Linked DNA regions of Oryctolagus cuniculus: region 1 is linked to region 2. Evidence: chromatin contacts called from public Hi-C data. All regions are on one chromosome and are shown on one strand. The core of a region is the stretch at or near the end of the contact, and the rest is flanking DNA. Distances in the headings are between cores, read along the strand shown. Region 1 holds the start of GNPTAB (N-acetylglucosamine-1-phosphate transferase subunits alpha and beta). Region 2 holds the start of LOC100338456 (m7GpppX diphosphatase).

What was found. A called contact is a pair of places that touch in the nucleus more often than the background predicts.
Region 1: a Hi-C map of embryonic fibroblasts shows a contact between it and region 2, with 4 times the contacts expected there. The contact joins the promoter of GNPTAB here to the promoter of LOC100338456 in region 2. A contact is called at or near these places in 4 of 6 Hi-C or Micro-C datasets (embryonic fibroblasts, psoas muscle, skin fibroblasts and 1 more).

Annotation. Positions count from the first base shown.
Region 1 is chr11:104,817,237-104,821,133 of mOryCun1.1, reverse strand. It overlaps GNPTAB (N-acetylglucosamine-1-phosphate transferase subunits alpha and beta), which reads left to right and starts at 2,176. Exons shown (of 21, transcript XM_002711224.5): 1 at 2,176-2,579. The coding sequence starts at 2,463.
Region 2 is chr11:104,411,225-104,415,098 of mOryCun1.1, reverse strand. LOC100338456 (m7GpppX diphosphatase) reads right to left here and starts at 1,916. Exons shown (of 2, transcript XM_002711291.4): 1 at 1,289-1,916. ARL1 (ARF like GTPase 1) reads left to right here and starts at 2,138. Exons shown (of 6, transcript XM_008256964.4): 1 at 2,138-2,365. The coding sequence starts at 2,362.

The DNA of each region.
Region 1 (3,897 bases), core at 927-3,426, 410 kb before region 2:
ATGCTCTTGATACTTAAGTTTCTCTTGCTGAAACTTGGACATTTTAAAGACAACCCACACTATTAAAAAAGCATCCTGGGGCTGGGGTTAGCCTAGCATTTAAGACATCTGCATGCTACAGGGAGTAACTGGGTTCAGTTCCAGGCTCTGGCTCTGACTTCAGCTTCCTGCAAATGTGAATCCTGGGAGGCAGCAGTGATGACTCAAGTGGTTGGGTTCCTGACACTCACATGGGAGACCTGGATTGAGTTCTTAGCTCCAAGCTTCATTGTCATCCCCCACCCCCACCCCACCCACTCCCCACCCTTTGCCTGCCCACTTCCGCATTACAAGCATTTGGGGATGAGAACCAGTGGAAGGAAGCTCTCTGTCTCTCAAATAACTAACAATAAAAAAAAAAAAAATCTTTTTTTAGAAGCAGAGATTCTAGGCACAGCCCAAATTAGGATGGGGAGAGTGAGGCATTTGCCTTGGGTGAAAATTGAAAGGAAAACCAAAAAGCTCACTAATAAGGCTTAATAACTTAAAAAAAAAAAGATTTATTTTGTTTATTTGAAAGGCAGAGTTATAGAAAGAGGGAAAGAGAGAGAGAGAGATCTTCCATCCACTGGTTCCCTCCCCCAAACGGCTGCAAAAACCAAGGCTGAGTCAGGCTGAAGCCAGGAGCCAGGAGCTTCATTTGGGTCTCTTCCGTGGGTGGCAGGGACCCAGGGACTTGGGCCATCTTTCCCAAGTGCATTAGCACGGAGCAGGATCAGAAGTAGAGCAGCCGGGATTCAAACTGGCATCAAACAGGAGGCCTATGTTGCAGGAAGCAGCTTAACTTGTTAGACCACAACACCTATCCTGAAGCGGAATAACATTTTCATGCAATATTTTAAAAAATTACTGCACAATATCTATGGTGAAGAAAATATAAAAATTCTAAACAAAGTCAAGACCTGATCATGCACTTGCATTAATTCACCTCCACTGTATCCCATCTCCCCTGCCCCCAGTCTTAGCCTTGTTCTAGAGCCTAAGTAAGCACCTGGTTCAAATCTCAATTGTGTCCCTTCCTAGTTGCCTAAGGCTAGTTACTTAACCTCTTTGACCCTGGTTTCTTGATCTGTAAAACACAGATAACAGTGGTATCCACCTTGTAAGGTTGTTGAGAGGCCTCCTTGATCTGAGCACTAGTGAAGTCAACATTGGCCACCAGCGTCACAGTTCTGTGGAGAGACAGTGTTCCACGTAGCCAAGACCTCAGGACCGTATGTGCCTTGGACAACTGCTACAACCTTTGTCATTGCACATATAGCAACCTATCAGCTTTCCCTAAAAGATGAAAAGGCATGAATGTGTGAAAAGCTTGCCTTGGATTGGAGCAAAAGAAACTCCTCTTGCAATTCTGTTCATTCCACGTGAACTTTAATTCCAAGGGGCACATTTTTGTGTGTTTCCTGAAGCCAGTTCTAAAGACAATCCTAAAAATGATTTGAATTGATAACATTGGATGAATGGATGATTACCCGGAGTAACCAAATTTAAGACAAAACCCACGTGAAGTGGTACATACTGGGATTAAACAAACAAACAAAAAGCCACCTCCTAAATCCGAGGTGCCACGGGGAAAAACCTCCTAAAAATAACCTAGTGTTGGGGTGGGGGTCCCTGGTCACTCTCTGCCTTGGCACCCCTCTCCTCACGCCAGGATGACGGCCATTACGTTTTTGTATTTGGTGGTTTTCATGTTTTCTTTCCTTCCCTACTCTCTCCGGGGACTATAGCCAAATACCCGACACCAAGGACTATACCAGGCACTAGGTATGAAATAGTATTTAACGAATATTAGTGAATAAAATTTAGTTTTGGCGCAAAGCCCAATGGTCGGGGTCGCGGTCCGGATGTGTGAGGGGGTTGGAGCACCAGACAGCATCTCCTTCCAGCGCTGCGAAAAGCTAAGATTTCCTAATTATTGTAGCTGAAGAAAAGGCATTGTGCACAAAATACTCACGTTATTACAGTACCAGCCGTGGCACAGGCTAGACGCAGGCGCCGGCCCTAGCCGGTTCGCAGATGGCAGGTCGGCCCGCAGAGCTCGCCGCGCACGCGCAGACTTTGAGGGCGCGCGCCTGCCCTCTGCCCCTCCGCCCTCCAGGTGGCGCTGGCGACTCCGCCGCCGCCGTCGCCGCCGCCGCCGCCGCCACAGCCTGCAGCCGGGACAGACCCGGGCGGCGCCGGCCGCCTCGCGGGCCACGGGTCCGCCTCCGCCGCGCTGAGGGCGTGGGCTCCCGGCTCCCGGAAGCGGCGGCCGCGGCGTGGAGCCGAGCAGGCGACCGTCGCTGGAGTGGCAATGCGCAGCGGCTGGAGCCTGTGACCTGAGCGCGGCGGCCGGGCCGGGGCCCCTACATGGCGGCTCGCTGAGGCGGCGGCGGCTGTGGCTCCTCCGGGCGTGGTGTGGCGTGGCGGCGGCCGAGGGGATGCTGCTCAAGCTCTTGCAGAGACAGACCTATACCTGCCTGTCCCACAGGTATGGGCTCTACGTCTGTTTCGTGGGCGTCGTTGTCACCATCGTCTCCGCCTTCCAGTTCGGAGAGGTGAGTAGCGGCGCGGGAGACCCCGCAGGACGCGCACGGCGCCCCCAGCCTTGCCCTCGTCCTGCCCGCAGTGCCCGGAGCCCTGGCGCGCCTCGCTTTTGCCGCTCGTCCTCCCTGCAGCGCCGGGACCAGTCCCTGAGCCCGTCAGCTCCCCCGAGGCGCCGGTATCTCGAATCTGCCCCGAGGGCTCCGGTTTCAGCGTCCGGAGGCGAGATCTCGTCCTCCTGTCGGTTTCCGAGGGGCGTCGGCGCTCTCTGTAGTCTCCAGCAGGTGCAGCCTTCAGGGTCCTCAAGCCATGGACTTTGTATCCCCAGGCCTGTCTTTCCCTATAAAGACCCCTCCCGCACCTCGAGTTTATTTCTCTCTCCCCGTTTGTCGTAGCGCTCCTAAATCCGTCCCTCTGCCTCTCCTCTAACGTCCCCTTTCTAATCTTGTCACCGTTCACCAAGGCACCTTGTCTTAATCCTGTTTCTTCTTGGATCTCAAAACTTTCGTTCAAGAGGCATGTGTGTGTGTGTAAGTGTGTTCGTGTTCTTGTGAGTGAGCCCATTATCCAAAGCACTTAAGTGTGATAGGCTTTTCTGTTTTCTTTGCACGTCTTCCCTGTTATTTTGGACAGCTGTCCGTCAGCTAGTTGGGGGGAGGCTCCACTGGTGGGTGTGCACTCTCTGATGAGAAAGCTCTCTTGGCAGCTCCAAGCATGTGTCCCCATCCCATGATCAGAGATTGTCATATGACCAGGCACTGGGTTAACTGTCTTGGACTCCAGCACTCGACCTCTTGGGAGCCTGAACAACCTGCTGGGTCATGGGACAGGCTTATAATTTAGATTTGAGATCAAAGCCTGGCCTTTCTTGATGTGTTCTTGGTTAATGTGCAGTAAAGTTCAGTGAGACTGTAAACTCTTCACAGGGTCCACACAGCGGGGGTGGGGGTGGGGTGGGGGGTGGAAACACCCAGGATGAATGGATTTTGTTCCCCTCTGAATACACACTTTCAACTTTTGTGGCATGAAATAATGCTTTTGGTTTAGTTTGATGGTTAGTTCATTATTGACAGTGTAATGTTGCATTTTTTATCATAGACAAATATATAGAGACTACAAGTACTTAGGAACTGGAAGAGTATGTTTATGTGATTTTAGAGAATACTGTTTTTAGCAACTGAGAGAAAAGCTGTATTTTCAAGTAGTTTGAACTCTGTGTCCTTGTTTTCATATTTGGGGGGGGGTGGGAGGTGGGCAGGAGGTTGCGAAAGGTTTTATGATGAACAGAATGATTCTTAGAATTACCACAATATACAGTGTTATCTCCCTTGT
Region 2 (3,874 bases), core at 667-3,166:
AGCGCAGCTCCGGCTGTTGCAGCCAATTGGGTAGTGAACCATTGGACAGAAGAGCGCGCTCTCTCTGCCTCTCCTCTCTCTGTGTAACTCTGACTTTCAAATAAATAAATCTTAAAAAGAAAAAAAAAAAGAAAAATAGGCAAGAAAGGTGAGTGAAAGGACATGGAGGACTAACAGCTGGATAGCATGGTGTTTACAAAGGATAGTTTTGGAAAGTTGCAGGTGGTTAGGTGAGTCACTCTTGCCTTCTCAAAATAAAACCAAAACCATACAAAAGAAACTCTTCCATGCAAGCCAAACTTTTGTGAACCCATGGTTTGCAGTGAGGATGAGAACAACAGACAAATCTAGTTCAATGCTTATGCAGCTGGAGATACCTGAACATTTAAGTCAAAAACAGAATGGGCACTACTAGTGAGACAGTAAATTAGGACAGCCATTATGGGAAACAGTATGGAGGGAAGCTACCCCCCAGAATTAAAAACAGAACTATCATGTGACCCTACTTTGGGTGTACAGCCAAAGGAAATAAAATCAGTGTATTAAAGTATCTTCATTCCTATGTTCATTGTAGCATTTCACAATATTCAAATTCACACTGCTGCATATTCATAGTAGCCAAGATATGCAATCAGTCTCAGAGTGAACCGACATGTGAATAAAGAAACCATGCCACACATAAAATATAAACACACATCCACAATGGAATATGACTCAACCTAAAACACAAAGAAATACAAATATTTCCACAGTATAAACCTGGGAGACATGCTAAATGAAGTAAGGCAGGCATAAAAATACAAACATTTTATGAACTCATTTATATATGAAATCTAAAAAAGTGGAATCTGTAGAAGCAGAGATACAATGTGATTGCCAAGGGCAGGCGGGGGGTGGGGATATGTTGGTAAAAGGGCACAAAGTTTCATCCAGGATTAACAAGCTCTGGAGTTCTATTGTACAGCATGGTAACCACAGTTAATACAAATGGATTGTGCAACAGGTCTTCAAAAAGTTCATGGAAAATGCTATCATGAAAAAAACTGTTGGGTTCAAAAAATTTGTTTGCATAACGTGTAATTTTTTTAAAATTCCATTTCCATGAACTTCCTGAAGTACCCTGGATTACCTGGAAATTGTTAAGAAAGCAGATCTTGAATGTTACCCCTCACACTCACAAATGCAGGCTATAAGCTAACTAATGCTTGACCGCGACCATTTCATAATACATACATACATGAAAATATTACATCGTACACCTTAAAAATACGATTTTTGACAACTATACCTCAATAAAGCTGGAAAAATTCTTCAAAACCAAAATAAAAAAAGGGTCCCATAAGCTTCTGTAGACTTCGTCTCTATTATAAATAAAAACATATTATGCTTGTTATATTTGGAAGGAAATCCAAGAAAGCGCTAACAGTTCCGGGGAGAACACAGGGGGCAGGGGTAAGCGGTGTTATGACATTTCTGCGTACCTCCGGGAACTTTGCAGACACCGCTCCCAAACTTTAAGAAACCCCAAGCCTAGGGGAACCCCTTCTCCCTATCATTCCTTCCGATATATTTCACTGTCCAAACCCACATTACTCCCAACGGATGGGAATAATCCCCAGTCACAAGACCCGGCCTGCCCGGCCACGCTGCCGACCCCGGAAAGGTGCTCAGGTGCCCGCAGTCGGTGCGACCACGGGGGGAAGGGCCTGACTCAGGCTGGCAACGTCCAGAGAGCGGCCTCGGGAGCAAGCCTGCTCCGCACTGGTGGCGCGGGCATCTTCCATTATTGTTCCATAGTGCCATTTCCTTTCAGGGGACAGCACCTGGGATTAGGCAAGCAGCCCCCGCGGGCAGGACCCGGATCCCCGGCCAAGACGCAGCCAGACAGCCCTAGCGCCCCGCGCCCTCCTCCTCAAGGCCCGACTCGATTTCTTGGTTGGCCGATTCCCCATGCCTTGGTGGCGGAGTTAAAAAATTGAAAATCCGACTTGCTCTATTGCAGAAGCCATTCCTGCCATAGAAACAGAAACAGGAAAGATTGAGGCTCCGGATTTTTTTTTTCCCCTCGTCTGGCGCTCACAGTATCCACACTCAGCGCGCCGAGGCCTTGCGTCGAAAGCGACGACGCGGACGCTCAGGCCATCGTGGCCGGCGCGCAGTCGCGGTGGCCCCGTTGCGCCCGCCCCCTCCAGGAGTCCGACGTGGAAGTTCCTGGCGCCGCAGGCTTGCGTGGAAAACGCCTGAGAGCGGCAAACCGAGGCCCAGGCGAGCGGAGGCGGCGCCGCCGAGGCTGGACTAGAAGTCGCTGCTGAAGCTGGGGCCTGTCTCGAACGACCGGCGAGTACAGACAGGCGGTTCATCATGGGTGAGGAGTCGGAGACAAGGGTTGGCGCGCGCTCGAAGGGGCTGCGGTTGAGGGCTGGGGTCGGGAAGAGGAGAGGGGTCGGCCTGGGAAGCCGAGTAGCCAGCTTCTCAGGGGGCGGGGCGCTGAGTGCTTAAAACCCTCCGTGGGCTTTCACCTGTGGGGGTGGAGCTGGCTTTCACGTTCTCCTCCGGCCCCGCTCCCTGCCCGCTTCGCGGGGTCAGCGGGGACCGCAGGGTCCGCAGAGCCGGGCCCGAGTCCTTCTCCCGGACCACGAACTTTCCCCTGGTGTCCAGCTCGCCTTGCTGGGCAGAGTCGGTCTTGCGAAGCCTGGCAGCGTGTCCGTCGTAGGTCGGTTGAGGTTTCTTGGCTAAAAGGCGAGCTGTGACCCCGGAGTGGCAGGTTGATTTTTATTTTTTAGTCTCTTAGAGCAATGGAACTGCGTCAGTTGGAAAAATCGGAGGGCAGGTGTAGCCTCCTGGGCATTTGTCCGCTTGTCCGCTGTAGCTTTTCAAGTCGATGACAGAGTTAAGATGGAGACAGTGGGAGGGGTGTTACTCGGCAGTGAACGAAATGTCACTCTGAATTCTTGGCCGCCCATTGTCACAAGCATCGGGTAACGCTCCCCTCTCACATGAAGGTGCCCGTTACCACGCTTCAAAATGAAGATGCTTGTTTAAAATCCCTCCTCTGTTTCCTGCGGGGTGGGGGGATGTACTTCCGGCCCCCCAGCATCACAAGCGGTGGCCGGCCTTCAGTGACCCTTGCAGCTTTGCGCTTCTGCCTCTCTCCTGCCTCGAAGGGGAGGGAGGACTTTGCTAAGCACGCCTACTCTGGCGAACTTTCCCAAGCGCTCGCTGTGTTCATTTCTCCAGACTCCTTGAACTGTGCCATCTTTTAGTCCAGGAACGAAGTGTGGCATCACTTCCGTTGTCAGCTGTTACGGTATATTGTTCACCTAACTTTTATTTATTTTTTTTTTCCTTTTCCATTGGCGTTCGCTAGGAAAAGGACTGTGGCCCAAGTGCTTTCTGGAAGTACTTTATGATGTGTTAGATTACTTAAAAGGAGTTTTCTGTTAAGGTAGTTTTTGTCGTTATTGGCTTCCGTGTGTCAGCTCCTTTTGCTGATTATATTGGTTGCAGTTATACCGATTGCTTCGCAGAGAGCTGAGAGTGATTGGAGGTCCTTAGGTGGTCTTGCTGCTGTAAAACAGTAGTAATTGGTTTCCACGTGGGAGGACCTAATTGTCCCACTGGTATTGACCGGCCCTTTGGTTTTTAGGGGTGGTGAGGAGATGATACTAAGGCGTCCCATGAAGACAGCAGTCTTGTTTCTCTTATTTATTGCATGTGCTGTGCTTGTCTGATGCAGTATTTAAGACATACTGATTACATACACACTAATTACTTGTTTGATGTTGAACGATGTACTTCATTGGGAGCAAAAATAAACACCTGTGCATCCAGGAAACTGTAACACTGTTTGGCATGGTCTGTAGCTTTCAAAGGG